Regions from separate parts of the Mus musculus genome. Here region 1 is linked to region 2. The links are chromatin contacts, called in public HiChIP or PLAC-seq maps. All regions are on one chromosome and are shown on one strand. The core of a region is the stretch at or near the end of the contact, and the rest is flanking DNA. Distances in the headings are between cores, read along the strand shown. Region 1 has its middle 110 kb from the start of Pcmtd1. Region 2 overlaps St18 (suppression of tumorigenicity 18).

Region 1 (3,809 bases), core at 270-2,769, 120 kb before region 2:
TAGTGTTTGGCAGATTCTGAAGGCGATTAGTGTTGGATCCTTACTGAATGTTTGATAGAATGCCCCAGGAGCATCTGGGCACTGGCCGTGGCATGCTAGGGAGGTTTAGGTACTGATTCAATCTCTGTACCTTTTACAGGTTTGTTTAGGATTTTTTGGTTTTCATGAGTTAGTTCTAGTAGGTTATGTATTTCTAAAAATTTCCATTTCTTCTAGGTTTTACAGTTTGATGGTAGTTTCTTGTGAGCTCTCTGATTTCTGTGTCATTCATTGTAAAGTAATTCCTTATATTCTAAATCTTATTTAAGTGTTCTGTTTTTTTTTTTTAAATAATTCTTGATCTAATTAAGGCTCTGTCAATTTTATCATTCCAAATAATCTAATTTCATCCTTTAACAAATATATTGTTTCTTTGTTTTTGTTTCCTCCCTTCTGTCAACTTTTGGCTCACTTTTTCTGACTTGGGTATAAATTTAGATTGCTTGGCTGGATTGTCTCTTCTTCCTCCTCTTCCCCCTCTTCTGTTTACATGTTTGCCATTCTAAGCCTTTCCACAAGTTTTCTTATGCTGAAATCTTTTTAGTTGTTCATTCAGCTGAAGGCAGTTTCTAACTTCCCTTTTCCGTTTCTGCATTGACCTTCCTGCTTTTCAAGTATGTCTTAAATTTTACATCTTGTTTCCTGTTTTCTTTTTGCTATTAACCTATGCATTTGTTTCACTGTGCCTGAAAATTGCTTATATGATCTTATTCTTTAAAAACGAAATCACAGAGACTTGTTTTATGACCTACCATGTAAACTATCCTTGGAGAACAATGAGTGGCTATTTCAAAAGAGAATGTGCTTTCTGGGCTGGACTGCAACTCAGTGGTTGAGTCCTTGCCTAGGTATAAGAATCCCTGTGCTCAATCCCTGGACTGAGCAGCAAACAGCAAAGGTGCTTTCTGTGTTGTGATGAATGTTGTATGTGTTAACTTTATCCTGTTGCTCAAGACTTTTTCATTATTGATCTTCTGTTATGTACTCTATCTGGTATTGAAAATAAGACTTCAGAAAAACAAAATATGATCACTTTTGGCTTAAGGCCTGTTGCTTAAGATGCAGGGGGAGATAGGCCTGCTACTTTTCAGTGATATTATACATGGACTATAGATTAAGTCCTCATGTCTTTAAAGTGTGTTTCTTTTCCTTTTTCCAAATCTCTCTTTGTGTGTATATTATGCTTGCATGTGCATATGAGTGGAGAAGGTCATAGGACAACCTCAGATGACTGTCCTTGCCTTCTACCTTTTTAAATCCAGGATTCTTCGTTTATTGATGTGAATACCAAGCTAGCTAGCCTGCAAACTTCTGGGGGTTCTCCTGTCTTTGCTTCCCCTCTTGTAGAAGTGAGATTACAGATGTGTGCTACTGTGCTTTACATAAATTCTGAGGATTTGAATTCAGGACCTTATGTTTGCCCAGCAGGTGGTCTACACATCAAGACACTTCCCCTTTTTAGAATGTGTTTCTTATATAGAGTAGGAGGAGCGTGTAGTAAGGTAATTCCTGCTCTGTGATCCATAGCGGATGAATGTATGTGTCGGTGGTGCTGTCTGTGAAGGTTATGAAACCTATAGAAGGTGGAGCCTGATGGGAGGAAAGACTTCACTGGGCTTTGGGTTTTGAGAGTTTATAGTTTGGTCATACTTCCTATTCTCTGTGTCTCCTTCCTATATGTGGATGGAAATATGATCAACAAGCTTCCTTTTCCTCCTGCTGTTTTCCTGACTGTTACCATGCCTTTCCCTTCCACAATGGACTCTATCCTTCCTGACCCACATACCAAAAATAAACCCTTTTTTCCTTAGTTGACTTTTATCAGAGTGCTTTATCATAGCTACAGAAAATTAGCAATACACAACCTCACCCCATTTATCTCTCATTGTCTTTCAATTTGGGGAATTTAGTGTATTTATGTTTAAGCTAATTATTCATTGTGGACAACCATTGTCATCTTGTTGGTGATTTTCTTTTAGGCTTAAAGCTCTCTTGTTTGCTTTCTTCCCCCATTTGCTATTTAGCTTTGTGCTTTGCTGATATTTCGATATTTATACACTTTAATTACTTTCTATTTTCCATTTATAGATCATTGTTAAGTTGATACTAACATAAGGTATAACAGTTTAATTTAATTTGATAACAAATTTAAATCAATAGCATTCAAGATCTCTACAGTTTATTTCTTCATGTTACTGATGTCACTATATTCTTGTATGGTTAAGAGTTCTTCTAGTCGGGAAAGGTGCCTGCTGCCAAGTCAAACTGAGTCCCATCCCCTACATCCCATATGTTGGAAAGAGAGAACTGACTGCAGAAAGAAAGTTGTCTGGTCTCTACTCATGGGCTGTGGCATGTACACCTACACATACAAAAATGCTGTGACTATATAAAGAACACTTCTCATTGTAGTTATGCTGATACTTTTTGGCATTTTTCTACATTTAAGGTGAAAATGATTTATCTGCATCATTATTTTGACATAAAATCTGTTTCTTTACTTAAATATTTCCAATGAGTTCTGTATTCTCATTTTGCTATCACATTATTGTTTAGAGCTCCTTTGTCTTAGCTTGAGGAATTCCTTTAATATTTCTCATGAAAAGGAGAAGTGGTGATGAACTACCTTGTTTTCCTCTCTCTCTCTCTCTCTCTCTCTCTCTCTCTCTCTCTCTCTCTCCCTCCCTCTCTCTCTCTCTCTCTCTCTGTGTGTGTGTGTAATTTTCACCTGTTTCCTATAAAATTTTGGTGAGCAGATTTATCCTTTTGATATTTGAATATATTATCCAGCTCCCTCACAATTGTAAGGTTTCTGCTTTTGAACTTCACTCAACTCATAGGAAGGGTCCCAAGTCAAGTTGTCAGTCTATGCTTTTACACAGTGAGACATCTTGCCAGACCGGTTTCTTCTTCATTACTTGGCAAATTGTAAAGATTATTCATCCAGGAAGAATGGACCATTCATTTTTGAAAGCCTCATTGTTTGTGTTTAACTTTTATAGCCTTTTTCAAAGCATCTGCTCTTGGGTACATATCTAACTCTTCTAAGAATGCTTTGCCTACATAAAACAGCACAAGCTTTAGACCAAAGTTCAGTTGCAGCCTAACCAACCAAAACTCTGTATACTTTAAGACAATCTCTACTATGTAATGGAGGTACTTATGCTTACCTTAGAGAGTTATGTAAGAGGCAGTGAATAGATACATTGTTCTCTATTCTTTCTGGCTTGATTGTGCTTTCATTAAGATTCCATTCATCTTTGTTTCTTTGTATTATAGACCCCAGGCAGAGTCCAGCATATAGTAATCTCTCAAGTAAATTAAATTAATGATACGTAGGACAACAAAGATTGTATGTATGTCTTGATAGAGAAAACAATCAAATGAAAAATAACATAAATGCCATATATGAACATTATATATGTTGATATATTTTATATTAATATAATATAACCATTAATAAGACTGTTGTACATATACACACTCTAGTTGGACTGAAGGTTTAACTCAGTATATAAACCCTAGCTGAACCTGAATGGTATTTTCTCATTTTATAAAAGTATATTTTCCATTTGACTTCTGATTAGAGAAATGAACCAGAAGCCCAAATCCAAGTCCTTGATTTGCTTGTATAAAATCATTTCAGGCTAAAACACTGGCGTCTAGCCTTCAAACTCAGAATTTATAACTCAGAAGTCCTCCACCATTTGAAATTTGGTTACATACAAAATCAAACCTAATTCAGACCATTAATTACAGAGCTCCTAATG
Region 2 (3,695 bases), core at 354-2,853:
TTTTTGTTTACAAAATACCCAATTTACAGTATCAATCATTAACATAGTTGAAAAGAAAATAATTCAGTGCATGTTATAAAACACAAGTACGAGGAGGCAAATAAATACAGATACACTTCATAAAACTATATGAACACAAATAAATTAACTGAAGCCATGTAAATTATAGTAATAAATACATAGGATTGCAGGAGATCTCTTTAAATAAAATATATAACAAACTTGTTAAAATATTTAGCAAAGTAAACTTCTGTCTTTGTAATAAGTGAGCCCATTTGTGTGCTTCTTTGAAGTATTGTGTAGCAAAATGTTCAAAGACATACTTTAATAGGAAACTTTGTGTCCCATTTATAGTAGACACTACTCGCAGTAGCTGCTTATTTTAAAATTGAGCTTTAAATAAACACCTTTCCTACCTAAGAACAGACATCTCATTTTCACTAAACTAAGATTCAAGAGTTCAAATGAACCCCAAGCCAAAGATAAGCGCCACGTGATGCATAACAATATCCACGGTTCCACGAGAGTGGAGTGACTATACCACTTCTCATGTATCAGAGCATGTAACAGTAGTAACAGTGAATTCAAGCCTGTGAATGCCATCACACTAAATCTAAATATTCATGAGGCTAATAAAAAATAAACACTTTTATTATAGCACAGAAAATTAAGCCCACACTAAAGTTCATGTGTACTTTTACATAGAGGCACATCTGCACATGAAATGTGTGTGCACACCAAAAAGGCAGTTTAGCTGGTTGTCTATACCTTTTCCTTAAAAAAAATAAATATAAAAAAACTTTTGAAACAATGCTTAACTACTTTACAGTCCCTGAAATAGACATTGCCTTTACTACAGCAACTTCTAAACTCTGATCCAGTTGAGATTGCAGGTTGAATTTCACGTGTGGATGAGTGTGAGTGCATATATGTGTGTAGACTGTGCTGTTGTGTGTGTGTGTGTGTGTGTGCATGTGTCTGTATGTGTGTGTATGTGCATGTGTGTACATGTATGTGTGTGTGTGTAACATCCTTTGTGTCACTTGAAGTTCAAGAGTTTTATCAAATTGAAACTGCCTTATTTATTAGGGAAGCAAAGACCAATGCTGCCAATATTCAAGGTAACCACTTAGCTTGGAATAGCATTTTTTTTTTCAGGCCTTCTGTTTTGCATTCTATTCCAGTCAACCCAGTAAGATAAATGCTATTTCAGGGGATACGGTATCTACACAATTTCCATTTGGATGTGTCTGTAGTTGTAAGTACAAATCTACACCAACATTGTCACTTGTATATTGTACTAACGTGTAGCAGGAAAAGCCAAGCTGGTCCCATCAAAGCTTATTTCTCATTTTGGGAAAGGGTTGCCAACTAGCCAATATGACTTGAAAAACAAGAAGACAAATCTGATTCACTTAAAATGTATGCTTTAAGCAGTCTAAATAAATAATTCATATTAATTAAATCTCTGCAGCCATGTGGAATACTATGCTGACTATTTTATTTAATTATTGCTATCAAGTTCTGAGTGCGCTGTTTGCTAACATCCTGTGCTTTTGTGAGTGTGGATTTCCCACTAGTGGGCGCCATTTATCTTCATAATCCTTCACAGCTCACATTACCAAAAGCCATTTATAAAAACAAAACCAGTAAAGGAGAAATGGAAGTGCACAGTAGAAACCAAGCTTGACCACAGTGTAGTCCTGACATCAGGATTTCCTTCATACATTTCTTTTGTTTTGTTTTTCTCATTTAAATCCAGAAAGATATGTGATTTGAGAACAGCATTTCTATTTAAATCCTATTAGAAGATAAATTAATAAACACACCTGTAAAAATATAGTAGACTTCAAAATGCAGTTAAAAGATAAAAAACTCTTTGATTAGTAATAAATAAAATATAAAATGTCACATTTATTTTTACATATACTTTACAAAATAAAGAGTGCAATGAAGAAAGAAAAGAAAAAGATATGAAAATAAACGAGTTTAATAATTGACTGCATTGCTTTTAATCCAAAGAGTTTATCATAGTTTTTCTTTCCTTTTTATGTCAGCTGGGGAAAAATTAGTGCAATGTTGCAATTATAAACACAGGGACAGCCTCTGGGCTCCAGGGGTATTAGGCCCCTGCAGATTTGTGGGAGTTCATGGCCGTAGTGACCTCTGTTTCCTGCATACTGTCGTTCTACACATGGATGCCCTTCACCGCCTGCTTGATGCTTTCCAGTAGAGCTTTGCATTCTGGGGAATAGTCCTGTTCCAGATTGCTGTACATGTCTGTGAGAGTATTTACATATGCTTCAAAATTCTGCTCATTGATAGGCCCCTGATGGAGACACAAGGAAACCAATCACAGAGGTTCAGCTGCCCCAAGGAAGATCAGGAGATAGTGACAAATGTTGCCAACTTATATAAGTAGGAAAAGAAGGGTTTATAGGACTGTGGCAGTTTGGGATAGGACAGAAAATGTGTGTGTGTGTGTGTGTGTGTGTGTGTGTGTGTGTGTGTACTATCTGTATACTCTTAACTCATGGCATTAATGGAATGCAATTGAATAGTATTGGGGATCAATCTGGAACCACATAATAAATGCTGAGCTAGAGGTGTCCAAACTATATGTCTTTTCTTGGGAAGAGTCTGGGTCTCATTTGCACTTTTCAGTATAAAACCAGCTGTCTGTGGAAAGTATGCTAGGAGGATGAAGCTTTTGCCAAGTGGTTCTTTAACAGTCCTATGTTGGAATGGCAGGGATTGTACTGAGCTGAGGAAATTAACAGCATCACCAATATAGCTCCCAGCAATGCATCTCCAACTCCAAAGACTGATTTACATTTGTGAAAATGTAGAATAAACTTTTTGTGAATTCTAAATAGTTGCATACTTATGAATAAGGGGTAAGGGATAAGAGATAAGGGATAGGAATAGGAATACGGATGCCTTGGTCACACACATGCATTCTATGTTCCATGAAAAGAAGTTGAATATTACAATGAGATTATTGGGAGTGTTATAGTTCATGAGTTGAGTAGATGATGCTGAGGGATGTATAGAATCAACTGTTTGAAAACATATTTACAGTGAGTGAGCTCTGGCATCCAGCTTTCAAATAACTTTATAAGATAGCTTTAAGTAAACCTTCATCCTTAAAGAGTCCTGGCCTTTTGGAATGCCACTGGCCTTGAATTATCTGAATATGCATATCTACCGTGTTCTTAGATTGCGAAAGCATTAAGCATGAAAATGAATCAGGGGTAGGTGACTGTCAATAGTTCAGCCACAGGGTAATGGAACAAAGACATTGAGGTAGATGATGGGGTAGCAGAGCCTTGCTCTTGGTCTTACCATCTGTGGAAGTTGGATGTCAGCAAGGCTGGAGATGAGAGCCTGGCTAAGCCCTGCCAGCTCCTTCAGCAGACTCTCATTGCTCTGTTCTATAAGCTTGTTCTCCTCCTCTATGGTCTTCAAGTTGCTCTCCATAGATGTTATCTACAGCAGAGGTAATGACATAAGAAGCAGAGTTAGAGGCCTTTAAAAGGTCTCTGGGGGAAACCTGAAGCTAGATGTAAGTGCCAAGGGATGCCTCCATCCCAAACTGCAGCCCTGCCCTTGCATTCTAAGTGTTAGATACCTCCAGATTTATACTTTTAACAAGACTTTCCATGAATTGCAGGTCTCGCTTCTCTACATGGCTA

What was found. HiChIP or PLAC-seq counts read pairs in DNA pulled down with a chosen protein or histone mark.
Region 1: a RAD21 HiChIP or PLAC-seq map of pro-B cells shows a contact between it and region 2, with 5 times the contacts expected there. The contact joins two enhancer-like sites. A contact is called at or near these places in 1 of 39 promoter capture datasets (the C10 cell line), 2 of 15 datasets of contacts at CTCF or cohesin (large pre-B cells and pro-B cells), 17 of 484 Hi-C or Micro-C datasets (the 63-12 cell line, B cells, the C10 cell line and 14 more), 1 of 115 datasets of contacts at active chromatin or transcription factors (large pre-B cells) and 2 of 9 other capture datasets (liver and pancreatic islet).

The regions. Positions count from the first base shown.
Region 1 is chr1:6,973,256-6,977,064 of GRCm38.p6, reverse strand. No RefSeq gene overlaps it. Among named protein-coding and RNA genes, the nearest start is that of Pcmtd1, 110 kb to the left of the region's middle. Within about 2 kb of position 1,519, at least 8 of the 459 cell types and tissues checked have an H3K27ac peak or open chromatin away from gene starts, as enhancers often do. A contact at or near this core is called in pro-B cells, where this site is marked.
Region 2 is chr1:6,857,094-6,860,788 of GRCm38.p6, reverse strand. It overlaps St18 (suppression of tumorigenicity 18), which reads right to left. Exons shown (of 22, transcript NM_173868.2): 21 at 3,346-3,489; 22 at 1-2,329. The coding sequence ends at 2,189. Among named protein-coding and RNA genes, the nearest start is that of St18, 130 kb to the right of the region's middle. Within about 2 kb of position 1,603, at least 3 of the 459 cell types and tissues checked have an H3K27ac peak or open chromatin away from gene starts, as enhancers often do. A contact at or near this core is called in pro-B cells, where this site is marked.